Regions from separate parts of the Mus musculus genome. Here all the other regions are linked to region 4. The links are chromatin contacts, called in public HiChIP or PLAC-seq maps. All regions are on one chromosome and are shown on one strand. The core of a region is the stretch at or near the end of the contact, and the rest is flanking DNA. Distances in the headings are between cores, read along the strand shown.

The links. HiChIP or PLAC-seq counts read pairs in DNA pulled down with a chosen protein or histone mark.
Region 1: an H3K4me3 HiChIP or PLAC-seq map of embryonic limb bud shows a contact between it and region 4, with 8 times the contacts expected there. The contact joins the enhancer-like site here to the promoter of Dnm3os in region 4. A contact is called at or near these places in 12 of 39 promoter capture datasets (the 3T3-L1 cell line, 3T3-L1-derived adipocytes, the HPC-7 cell line and 6 more), 23 of 484 Hi-C or Micro-C datasets (the 3T3-L1 cell line, 3T3-L1-derived adipocytes, the C3H10T1/2 cell line and 13 more), 7 of 115 datasets of contacts at active chromatin or transcription factors (the NIH/3T3 cell line, cardiomyocytes, craniofacial prominence and 4 more) and 2 of 9 other capture datasets (embryonic tail and embryonic trunk).
Region 2: an H3K4me3 HiChIP or PLAC-seq map of embryonic limb bud shows a contact between it and region 4, with 8 times the contacts expected there. The contact joins the promoter of 4930558K02Rik here to the promoter of Dnm3os in region 4. A contact is called at or near these places in 17 of 39 promoter capture datasets (the 3T3-L1 cell line, the C10 cell line, the HPC-7 cell line and 10 more), 10 of 484 Hi-C or Micro-C datasets (the 3T3-L1 cell line, 3T3-L1-derived adipocytes, the NIH/3T3 cell line and 4 more), 9 of 115 datasets of contacts at active chromatin or transcription factors (bone marrow-derived macrophages, craniofacial prominence, embryonic limb bud and 6 more) and 3 of 9 other capture datasets (adipose tissue, embryonic stem cells and pancreatic islet).
Region 3: a contact with region 4 is called in an H3K4me3 HiChIP or PLAC-seq map of embryonic limb bud, with 5 times the contacts expected there. The contact joins the enhancer-like site here to the promoter of Dnm3os in region 4. A contact is called at or near these places in 10 of 39 promoter capture datasets (the 3T3-L1 cell line, the HPC-7 cell line, the SN4741 cell line and 6 more), 15 of 484 Hi-C or Micro-C datasets (the C2C12 cell line, the N1E-115 cell line, cranial neural crest and 6 more), 11 of 115 datasets of contacts at active chromatin or transcription factors (cardiomyocytes, craniofacial prominence, embryonic fibroblasts and 8 more) and 1 of 9 other capture datasets (embryonic stem cells).

Annotation. Positions count from the first base shown.
Region 1 is chr1:162,075,396-162,078,159 of GRCm38.p6, forward strand. Dnm3 (dynamin 3) reads right to left here. Exons shown (of 21, transcript NM_001038619.2): 17 at 380-391. Among named protein-coding and RNA genes, the nearest start is that of 2810442N19Rik, 72 kb to the left of the region's middle. RefSeq lists an enhancer at 1-2,165. Within about 2 kb of position 1,321, at least 99 of the 459 cell types and tissues checked have an H3K27ac peak or open chromatin away from gene starts, as enhancers often do. A contact at or near this core is called in 3T3-L1-derived adipocytes, the C3H10T1/2 cell line, the MC38 cell line and 10 more, where this site is marked.
Region 2 is chr1:161,978,121-161,980,906 of GRCm38.p6, forward strand. It overlaps 4930558K02Rik (RIKEN cDNA 4930558K02 gene), which reads right to left and starts at 1,516. Exons shown (of 7, transcript NM_001204904.1): 1 at 1,366-1,516. The coding sequence starts at 1,386.
Region 3 is chr1:162,036,631-162,039,330 of GRCm38.p6, forward strand. The region is part of intron 17 of Dnm3 (dynamin 3); the gene reads right to left. Among named protein-coding and RNA genes, the nearest start is that of 2810442N19Rik, 33 kb to the left of the region's middle. Within about 2 kb of position 1,406, at least 166 of the 459 cell types and tissues checked have an H3K27ac peak or open chromatin away from gene starts, as enhancers often do. A contact at or near this core is called in the C2C12 cell line, the N1E-115 cell line, embryonic fibroblasts and 7 more, where this site is marked.
Region 4 is chr1:162,216,285-162,218,984 of GRCm38.p6, forward strand. Dnm3os (dynamin 3, opposite strand) reads left to right here and starts at 1,339. Exons shown (of 1, transcript NR_002870.2): 1 at 1,339-2,700. The region is part of intron 14 of Dnm3 (dynamin 3); the gene reads right to left. Mir199a-2 (microRNA 199a-2) reads left to right here and starts at 1,530; the gene lies at 1,530-1,639.

The sequences.
Region 1 (2,764 bases), core at 71-2,570, 140 kb before region 4:
GTCAGTTCTTCAGCTACACTGAGTTCCATCAGTTTGAGGAACCCTTCTGTGACAAATCCTTACCATTCCTTTGCTCAGAGTTGGTCTTTTTCTTTTGCGTGACCCCTCTGACATGTCCCATAACCAGCTCTGAAAACATAACTTATTTCCCTTCCAAGAAGGCCAAAACAGAGCAGCCACTGTGGCCATCCACACACATTTCCCCTGACATTTGCATTGCCCCATAGACTCCTTGGAATGGCCAGCAGAGGGTGGCTATCCCAAGATACATAGAATCACGTTTGTCAAGACAGCATGCAGGAGCAGAGGCTGGGCATGCAGGAGCAGGGGCCGGGGAGACAGGAAACACAGAAGAGCCGCACTAGGGCAGAGAACTTACTTTGTTGCTCCCCTGTGCATGCAGTCACAAGGAAGGGAAAAAAAAGTGAGAGAAATATGTTAAACACAAATTTATTTCAAAATTATGAGGTTTTTCCTTGCTGGATCGGAATCCGAATGAATAGCTGAACCCTTCGATAACTTCCCATTGTGTACATCCAGGGCTCAGGCCTGAGTCAGAGAATCCGTGTAGGTAGGGGGAGTGAAGTCCCGCGTTTACAACAGTGTGGCGATATCCCTCCATTGCTTTCTACTCAGAATACTTGGGCTATGGGAGCCAAGCCAGAAAGAATTGGTTTGAATCGGTAATAAGTGAACCGCTAGCATAAAAGGCAGAGAAGTCAGTGTGCTGGCTCGTCTTTCCTGACAGCCCTTCCTCCAACATGCCAAGCATGGAAAATTTCATCAGTCATTACTTTATTTTTTTTAAAACAAAACAAAACAAAACAAAACAAAACAAAACAAAACAAAAAACAACAAAACAAGCACTGCATTCTTGGTTTCAACGAAGGTGGAATTAAATTAGTTCTTTCTTTCTTTCTTTCTTTCTTTCTTTCTTTCTTTCTTTCTTTCTTTCTCTCTCTCTCTCTCTCTCTTTCCTTCCTTCCTTCCCTCCCTCCCTCCCTCCCTCCCTCCCTCCCTCCCTCCCTCCCTCCTTCCTTCCTTCCTTCCTTCTTTCCTTCCTTCTCAAAGAAAAGAAGCAAGTACTGAGGCATGGAGTGGGTGGTTTGGGACAACAGAGGAAGCAAACCCAAGTTATAGACTCCTTCTGAGCCTTTCTTTTCTTTGGTAAGTTATGAGTTTCTGTCTTGGGTTGGCATGGGAAGTCAAGACTGTAGAGTGGGGCTTTGGCCAAAATAAACAGTACTCCATAGTCAGCAACATGGGATCTGGAAAGGTTAGTCACAAAACCGTCATCAACATTTCTAAATGCAAATACTGTGTGTGTGGAGACAGGGCATCCAGGGGCGAGTGGCAGCCTGTGACTCTCCTGTTGCTAACCGAAGCTGGGAGAGCATGATTTACATCGAACAATTGAACTCACATATGGCCTAAGAAAATAAAACGGTGATTCATTGCTCCTAGAGCAGCCCGAGTCCTTGCAAGGTCAGTTCCTGTGGGGCAGACGTGGTGGGATGTGAGCCCGGAACGGATCTGAGTTTCTCCTCACAGGGGCCCAGAAGAAACGCCTTGCTGAGATGTGAGGTTTGCAGAGAGCTGTGAGGGAAGTGTGTGCATCAGAAGGAAAGCCTGGGGTAGGGGCCTGCCCTTTACATTTAGTTTGAGGATTTAAGGGGGAGGGGGAAACACACCAGGAAACATTCTGAGAGAGTGGGAAGGCGATGACCCCGGGAGAGGGTTTCCTTGAGTTCCATGCCTGCTGCTGACCTTAAGAAAACCACCTTTCCCAGGGACCATTTCAGCCATTGTATTTAACAAGGAAAATATAAAGGCATTGATAAAATCCTATAGAGAGGTTTCTTTAGCACTGGGCTGCCATAGTACAGCTGTTTGCACACTAGTTTATCAGATGCATAAATAATGACATAAGAATGAATGAAGTAAAAAACTAAACTAAACAAAACAAAACCCCAGAGGAATCCTTCCTAGAGGGGATGCCAACTGCTCAGTAAGACAGTAAAGACCCCACTGGGGAGGGATTTTACTATGGGTAAAAGACCATTTTCTAGAATAATGGGACCCTGGTTCTCCTAAGAAGAACAATATTGCTGGAAATACCTCAGACAGATGGAGTTTATTGCATTCCACAGCAGAGCAGCTTTTGATCTAGCAAATCAGTTTCAGGAGTTCAACCAAGTGTTTCTGGACACTCGGGGATGACTAGCTTCCCTGCGCAGTGGCAGATGGTGCGAGTAGCGGCAACAATGATGTCACTGTGTAGGATGCCCTGATCCTTAAATAAAAGACACAATGGAAGCAGAGAACATGGCGTGGCCTGGCCAGTTGCCGGTTCAGTCAGCCAGTTCCCAGTCATCTATTTGGTGACAGCCATGGATGGCAGTTCTGAGTGGTGGATAATGTTTTTATAATGTTCTCCACTACTCTTGTTGACAATAGCTTACGTCTGAATCCTTGAAAGTGTTTTTCCATGGAAGGGTAACTAAGACCTTTGGAATTGGACACACAGCTGCTCAAAGTTCTGGGAGAAACACTGCTGTAGTAGTGGTTGTAGTGGGGTATCAGACCCTCCCACTCCTACACAGACTGTTGGTTGCAAGGTTCTCCGTATATCCCTCAGTTTCTACCTGCTACAGGACCCTTCTGGCTGGCATACATCACCCCCTACCCTAAACTTCTCTAGCCCAGGGGCTGGGCTGCCCTACCACCAGATGCCCTTCTTTATATAATCCAGCTACCTTGGTGA
Region 2 (2,786 bases), core at 266-2,765, 240 kb before region 4:
ATTGCCTTAGCTTTTGTTTGATCTTAAGGTATTGATGATATTGAAACATAACAGAGGCTTCCAGTGTTAGGCTTCAGCATCTGTGAGAACAGCAGGTGTATTGGATGGTGTGAAGGCAGCTGGTTGTGCCCTTCCGGTGCTGGGTGCATTTCATGGGGCAATGGTCTAAGTTCATGGTGGTTTCCCCACACAGAGACTCCAGTTAAAATACAGGGAGTGCAGAATTGGTTTGCTTTTCAGTCATCTGTGTGTGTGTGTGCTGCACGTGTATGAGGCCAAGGCTCAATGTTGGCTGTCTTTTTCTCTCTCACACATTTTTATTTTATTTTTGGTTTTGGTTTTCTGTAGACCAGGCTGGCCTGGAACTCAGAGATTCTCCTCCTCTGCTTCCTGAGCACTGGGATTAAAGGTATGTGCCACCACCACTTTTTGGCTCTCACCTTCTTTTAAAGCAGGGTTCTCACCGATCTAGAGATTACTCGTTGGCTGGCCTGGCTGGCCTGCAAGATCCAGAGGTATTGCTGTTGCTGGTTCCTTCGTGCTGGGATTCTGGCCTTTTTTTTTTTTACCTGGGTTGTGAGGACTGGAAGTATGGTGGTCATGTTTACACAGCATCTCTCCTAGCCTCTGTTTTTTAGCAATCTTAACTCCCTGTGTGGTTCATCTAAAAACTGGATTTATAGTTGGGCAAGCATCCATCCTTATTTCTATCATCCTTATTTGTTGAGTTATAAGATACATATTGGCAAGGACAATATTATTTTCAGGCCATGAAAAGAAGGAGTGAGCCTTGGGGTCTATAACACTCATTAAAATGTCCTAGTCTGTACACACATAGCAGTGTTTTCCTCCTAGTCTTTGTTATGGTTTGAACAAGAAGTGTCCCTGCAGGCTCATGTGGGGATCCCATGCCTGGATGTCAGCTGGAATCTGAAGAAGTAATTGGACCTTGAGCTAATCCTTGATAGGTTCATAATTGATGGCCTTATTAGAAGGCGATGAATAGTAGGAGGGAGGGAATCGTGGGACATGCCATGGAAAGACATATGCTGCTACCTGTTCCTTCTCTTTGCCTCCTGGCCTCCACATTGGAAGATGAAAGTTGGAATAAAGAATTAATGAGTTAGCTGAGGAAGTGTATCTTATGAAACACCTACATACTATTAACAGTATAGACACATTAACAAGCCTTAGCATAGTTTAATGCTATCCTGCCTCAACTCAGGCCCAGAGCAATGGGTTCACCCAAGCTTGGACTGAAATCCTTTTTGTGTTTGCATATATGTTTCCAGAGGTTGACATACATTTATTTAGTGGTGAAACTCCAGAAGAACTATTGCTATTAGAAGTTCTAATTTTTCCTACCTTTAGCTCTCTTTTTTCCATCTCTCAGGTGTTCTCAGTTTTTTGAGCTGGGAACTGGAGAACACAGATACCTCTTTGTGCTGTCAAGGGGAGACTGCTACAGTACCTCTTGGTTAGGCACCAAAGCAGGTGGGAGACCCCTCCATACTTTCAACACCAGGATGCCTGTCTCCAACAGGCACTTGAATGACTTAGAATCTTGCAGCATGCATTAGGAATGAGAACTTTGGGTTTTGATTGGCTGGAATGCATCCCATTGTTCCTTTGTCCGAAGTCACAATTGCTACCTTCTAGAACATTAGGTCAAGGTTGGAACAAATGGATTAATGCTGGTCAAGAGCTCAGCTAGCTGCATCAGCACTTGAATCATTAATACTTTTTCCCTAGGAAGATGACCAAACCTTTTCTCTTATCATAACAATATGTGATAACTGCTTATTTGGTTATTTTGCAAGCTGCTTCTTATTCTATTGCTTCTCTGGTGCTCCTGCTGACTAAGATACTATTATAAATCCCAGCAACATCTAATACATAATGAGATGACTATGCAAGGAATAGTGTGGTTTTTAAAAGAATCTCTGACTCCTCTTGACTATCCTGAGTTATAGTTGATCTTGAAGACTGTCCTTTTGTCCATCCTGAATTATAGTCGATCTTGAAGACTGTAATACCTTTCCTCCTCTGTCACACATGGAGGATGAAGGGAGCTGTGAGGACAGAAAGCTAGAGATGGTTGAGGGAGAGTATATTATGAAGGAAATGAAAACCATATGCAGTAACCACAGGCCAGTGTATCATCATAGCATTTGCTTTTATTCCAGCTTCTTCTCTTTCCACCACAGACTCCCTGCTTTTTTCTTCTGTCTATAAAATAAGAGAACACACTTCAGGAGACTCAGGCCATTTCATTTTGATACAGTTGGAATTTTACTTTCTTCTCGTTCACTAGGTCAATTCCAATTCCAATTCCAATGTCCAAATTACGTAGATATCAGGTAAAAGTAAGTGTGCATTTCAATTTTGGACAAAGTGAAAAAAATACCAAGGACTTGAAGAAAGTTAGAAGCAAAAGCTTGCTTGCACTGGCAACACTTGGCTTTGCAAAGGGTTATAAATTAACCGTGGACTATTTATTGTGCCTGCAGGTGTAAGGATTTATCTAGTAAAGGATACTGTAAAATTCATGGGACTGGAAAGATGGTTCAGTGTCCAACAGTATTTGCTGTAGGAACACGAGAACATGAGGTCCTATCTCAGCACCCATGTAAAGAGCCGAGTATGGTCACATGCTTGTGTGGAACTTCAGTGCCGTGTAGAGCAGAGAGAGGAGGAGCCTCCAGCCTTGTTGGCCACCAGCCTAGCTCCAAGTTCAGTGAGAAACTCTGACTGAAAGGAATAAGGTGGAGAGTGATAGGACGGGA
Region 3 (2,700 bases), core at 156-2,655, 180 kb before region 4:
CATAGCGTAGTTAAAACAGGCGGGCAGAGGCCGGCATTGCAGGGCCAGGAGGGAGGTGGTGTTCCTCTGCACAATGGCTTGGTTGTTCTCCTGCCCAGACCCGGCCAGGGGTCCCTGCTTCCTGTTTGGGGCTCCACAGCTCAAAAGAAAGGGAGAGCTCAAATGTTTAGCAGATAGCAAGAAAAACAACAGAACACCAAAAGCAGAACCCATGGGGAAAATAAGGCAAATTTAGGTATTTTTTTTGTTTACAATTAGATACTTATTTCATTTGAGAATATGCAGAACCCTATGTCTTAAAACGAAAACAAAGAGGATTTTCCAGGGCTGACAATCATTAGTAAGACTGGAGACAGAAAATGATGTCTCTTATTTTTTATTTTTGTTGTTGTTTTTATTTCTGAAATAATTTGGGGTTTATCTTTGAACATGCCTCCCTGGACTAGAAATGAGGCCAAATGAGTTATTTGCTCTGAAGCACGTGGTCCTTTTGCTCTAGGTCAAAGGATGAAAGATGACATAAACACCTTACAAAAGAAGGGGGCTGACTATGGTAATGCTAATATGTACCCTATTTTTTTTTAAGTATAAAGTTTTTAAAACATTGATGTCTATGGGCTGTAGGGTGGACTGAAGTATCAGTTGCGTGCCCCACCCCCATCATAGTATAAAGTTGGTTATAGGAAAGTCTTGTTCTTTAATGGCAAATAGGGCAAAGGTTATATGCGGCAGGCATGTAGCCCCGTAGAGTGTGCAGGGTGCAGGTTGGGCTGTAAAACTGCTCATTAAATTGTCCTGTTCTGAAGCAGAAGCAAATACATGAGCTCAGGGAGGAAAGCCACAGAAACTGTCTAGAAATATTTCCGTGAAAGACTGTGCAAATAGCTCTCCCTGGTCATGAAAAATGCAGTTGCTGATATACAAATAGCTTCACTTAAAAGACTTAAATACCTTCCCTGCAATGCTGTCTTTGACTGACTGCCAAGAACTACCTAATGCTGTTCTTTTTTTATTTTCTCTTTAAATTTTTCTGAATAGACTGTATGGTGCATACAAAATGAAGATGGCACGTACACTAGAAGTTACTGAAAGAGCACGAGAAGGAATCTAGTTACTGACTCTCCATCCCAAACCCCTCTTTAAAGTTCCTGAGTTTTGTACTTGTTTTGAATGTCAACCCAAATAATAGAAAAGGTGGGGGGGGCAGGGAGAGGCATTTAACAATTGGTTGGGCGATGATTGTCCACACTTCAGTATTTTAGTGAACAGAAAGTGGAGAAGGAAGAATTCAAAGCTAATAATAGTAATGGCTTGCTGGCTAAATAATGAGCAGCAGGAGGACTTCTAAGAAGGCAGTTAGCCCCAGAGCGATTCAGACAGACTTGCTTACACAACGGCTGGCTGCTCTAGGAGGAAGCAAGCCAAAACCAACATCAACACCCAGCAGCGCCAGTTGCTCACAGGAGGAGTGTGTAGCGGGATGCTGATGAAGTGCATTGTGGGAATGAATGAGAAGTCAAGACCCCTATCTCGCTTTTAATGGGAATCTTGTGATGCCCCAGACCCTGTCTGAGCCGTACAAGGGGCACCCTGCTGGACTCTGCTTGGGCCCCGTGATTAATGGGAGTGACAGGAGGCCAGGCTTGTCTAGAAAATTGACTGTGGATGAAAGCAGTAGGCAGTGAATCATGCGCCCTGAGTTCGACCCCCACTGCTCTGTCTGGGGTCTCTTTCACCATTTCCGCAGTATGTGTTGGGGTTGGGTTGGGATGAGGGACCCAACAAGGATATGAGTGTGGAAATTCTTATTTATTTATTTATTTATTTATTTATTTATTTATTTATTTTTATAGCAAAGAAAGAACTGCAGATGGTTCAACTCCGTTCTCACTCCCAAGACTTGTGTTATCTTATAAAGGCAGTCTGGAGCTGCTTGTGAGAAACCGTGAATCAAAGTGAGAGAGACTCCCTGTTAGAAGCAAGGCTGGAAGGTGACAGGGGAGGGAACTGCCTGAGAATCATACAGACATTTGGCCAGAATAAAACTACAGAGCTGTCTTACAACGCTAAACCCAGTCACATCCTGTGAGATAGCTTGGACCGTGCTGAATGCGTCTTGCCAGTCAAGCTCCTTTTTCCAGAGTTTACTACAAAAAGCATTTCCTCATTCCCCCAGCTGTGAACAAACAAAACCAAATGAAACAAAATGAAACAAAACAAAACAATCATCTTGGCTCTTTCCCCCTCCCCCCCTTCTCACTGGCCCCTAAAACATTTCATTCAGGAATAATCATTTCTTTTGTGTTAATAGATTTTTAAAAGTTGGTATCTTCCTTCTAAAGTGGCAGTTGACAGTTTGACCGCTTCCTGCTTTACTAGCCCTTTTACTCTGCAATCCATACATTTATCCCCTTAACATGGTACATGCTGCAGTGTGGCACGGGAGCTCAATGAAATACATTGTACATGGAACTCGGTCCTGAGACAGAAACACTAGCTCCAACAGGGTAGTATTCACATGCTTTTTAAAGTGGCTCGGCAGAGAGTTAGGATGGTGGTTAGGCGCCAGCCCCAGGGTGTGGCTCTCTGGGACTCTGAGCAGCGAATAACTACTCATGCAAACGTTGGAGTTCAAGAATTTACAACTGGCAGAGCTGTTCATATGAGCCACTGGCTGACACGGGTCTGGCTCAAGGAAAT
Region 4 (2,700 bases), core at 89-2,588:
ATTTTGAAACAGCCAATATAGATTTGTACATCTCAAAAGTGTCATAGAAGGCAGGTACAAATAAGTTGTTCGGGCTCTAATTCTTACAAAAATACTATAGCCCTTCATCCTGTGAGTTAGATTTAGAAAATCTCCCACATTGTGACCTCTACAAGGCCAATTGATAAAGCTCTTATTTGAGACAAAAATCTAATATCAATCAGAATACAGTGGAAAACAAGTTAGGGGACCTCATGTTCACAACATTCAACAGCCTACATAATTTGAAACAGTTAACAACTGGGACAGAGGACTAGAGGCCAAGCGAGCTGAGAGTTTGTAAGTGGTCAAGCTTCACTGGGCCAGTTTCAACAGATTTACTTAACCAGAGATAAACCTCATCATCAGAACACCATGTAAACAAAACAAAAGTATTCAAACAGAATTGGGAGTAGCCAGCAGGATAAAACAATGCTGTCCTTAACCGTGTGGCTCTACCAGAGGGAAATGTTCAGAAAAGAGCGGTACAGCAGTGTGGGTGCTTGAAGTCTAAACTTTTTAACATTTCCTTAGGTAAGGCTATAGAACGGCATGCAGAGAGCCAGCCAAGAGAGCTGAGGGAGGGAGACGAGGAAGGCCACATATGGAACTAATTACTCATGGAGAGGCCATGACAAAGAGCATTTCTCCAGACTTTTCATGGGGGCTTCACTTTCAGGAAGTTGCTGTAATTACTGCTCAAGTCTAGAGCAGCCTGCAAGCTGCTGACAGGTCCAGCAGAAAAGGAGGAGGAGGAGGAGGAGGAGGAGGAGGAGGAGGAGGAGGAGGAGGAGGAGGAGGGAGAAGGGGGAAGAGGAGGAAAAGAAAGGGGGGAGCCCCAACTTATCTGACCTCACTAAGGAGTAAAATACAAGAAAACAAAGTATCGCAGGAAAGTTAAAAAAAAAAAAAAAGGCCTCGAAGTTTGCCTGCTTAACAGTGTTTGACTTTCTGCTTACTGCTTTGTCATCTTTCTATCTTTAAATTACTTCTTCAGCCCAGATCAGGCAACAAATTTGTACTTCTACTCTCAACTCACTTTCGGTTGGCCACAGCAGAACTGTACATCTTGCCTTTTTTTTTTTTTTTTACAGCTTTTCCATACTGGGGCCCCACTTCCTGCCCAGTTGAGGGAAAAAATCTGGCCTGAAGATGAAATGACTGCTTAACATTACACGAAAACATCTGGTACCATTTTATGCACAGACCCATGTCTGAGAGCAGGCGATTCTAGCGGTCTCTCCAGCGGCACAGCGCATACCCAAACCTCCCCAGGGTGACATCATCCCATATATGGACTCTCCAGCCCAGCCCTCCCCCTTTTCCTGGTCCTAAATTCATTGCCAGTTCCCTAGTCTGCTGCAAATGTGCCACGTCAAGACTGGAAATCACAGCCCTTTAGTGTGTCTCAGTCGATGCAGCAGACAGGGTTCAGGGGGGAAGCTGAACAAGCCCCTGGTGCAGGAAGACAGGCTCTCCCCAGCCCCGGGACAGGATTTTCCACACACCGATGGAAGCTTCAGGAGATCCTGCTCCGTCGCCCCAGTGTTCAGACTACCTGTTCAGGACAATGCCGTTGTACAGTAGTCTGCACATTGGTTAGACTGGGCAAGGGCCAGCAACGCCATGGACGGCTGGGGACACAATGTGCTGCTTCCAAGGAGAGGACAGCTGGGTGCTCCTTTGTTGAATCTCATATCCAGTGTTTCTCTTCACAGGTTTTGCAAACTAGGGACCAAGAAGCCCTCAGGGACTCTGCCAGGGGAGAGGACTGCTCCAGGGAAGACCAGCGGGTAAGGCCTCTGGGATTGCGTACCTGGTCTGTGATTGGGGAACTAGATAGAGATCCCATCACCTGTGTGAAGACGCTGGAGACACTGAGCTAAGGGACAGATAACCGTGAACTTAACTTTCAAAAGAGCAAGGTCGTATGGTAAATTGTGATTTTCTGTGTGTTTTTTATAAGTCTAAATGTTGATCGTTCAAATGCTTTCTTAAATGTAAGGGTCTTCCGCTTCAAAATAAAAGGTGGGGAAAAAAACCTCACTCCAGACAAGTAGCAAAAACTGAACGAGACTTAGTTTTGAATGGTTGAAACTGATAATTCAGAGACTTAAACTCGAGCATGGATGAGCTATGTATGCAACCTCTAACACTCCAGGAATGAATGCATTTTGCCCTAAAGGAAAAAAATGCAATTTTCAAAACTCTTGTATGAACAGGGAGCTTTTCTGTTTATCTATATAATAGAAACACCAGAAATAATAGTACCTAACGATAAGAAGCAGTCTAGTCTTTTGTTTTTTGCTTTTTTGTTTTGTTATTTTACTATCAGACAATGCAAACGCACTTAGCCAGAGATGAGGGCCCAAGTGCCAAACCCACATCTTACTGACTCAGCAACTTAGCAGGCCAGGGGAATAGCGCTCTGTCTTTAGTGGGCTCACTAGATAACATTGAAATTGTTCTTCTAAAATCCAAGAATGGCTGATACTTGCTGGTCAGCTGAGCCTGCTGGCCCATCTTTTTTTTTTTTTTTTTTTTTTTTTTTAACAAGGCTCTCACTTGTCCTGGGCCTTTGAAATGATAAGGCACGTTGTCTAAAAAGATGCTGATAAAACAGGAATTTGTAAACGAAGGCAAAAGTTTTCTTTGGTCAGTTTCCAGCTGTCCTGGAGGTGA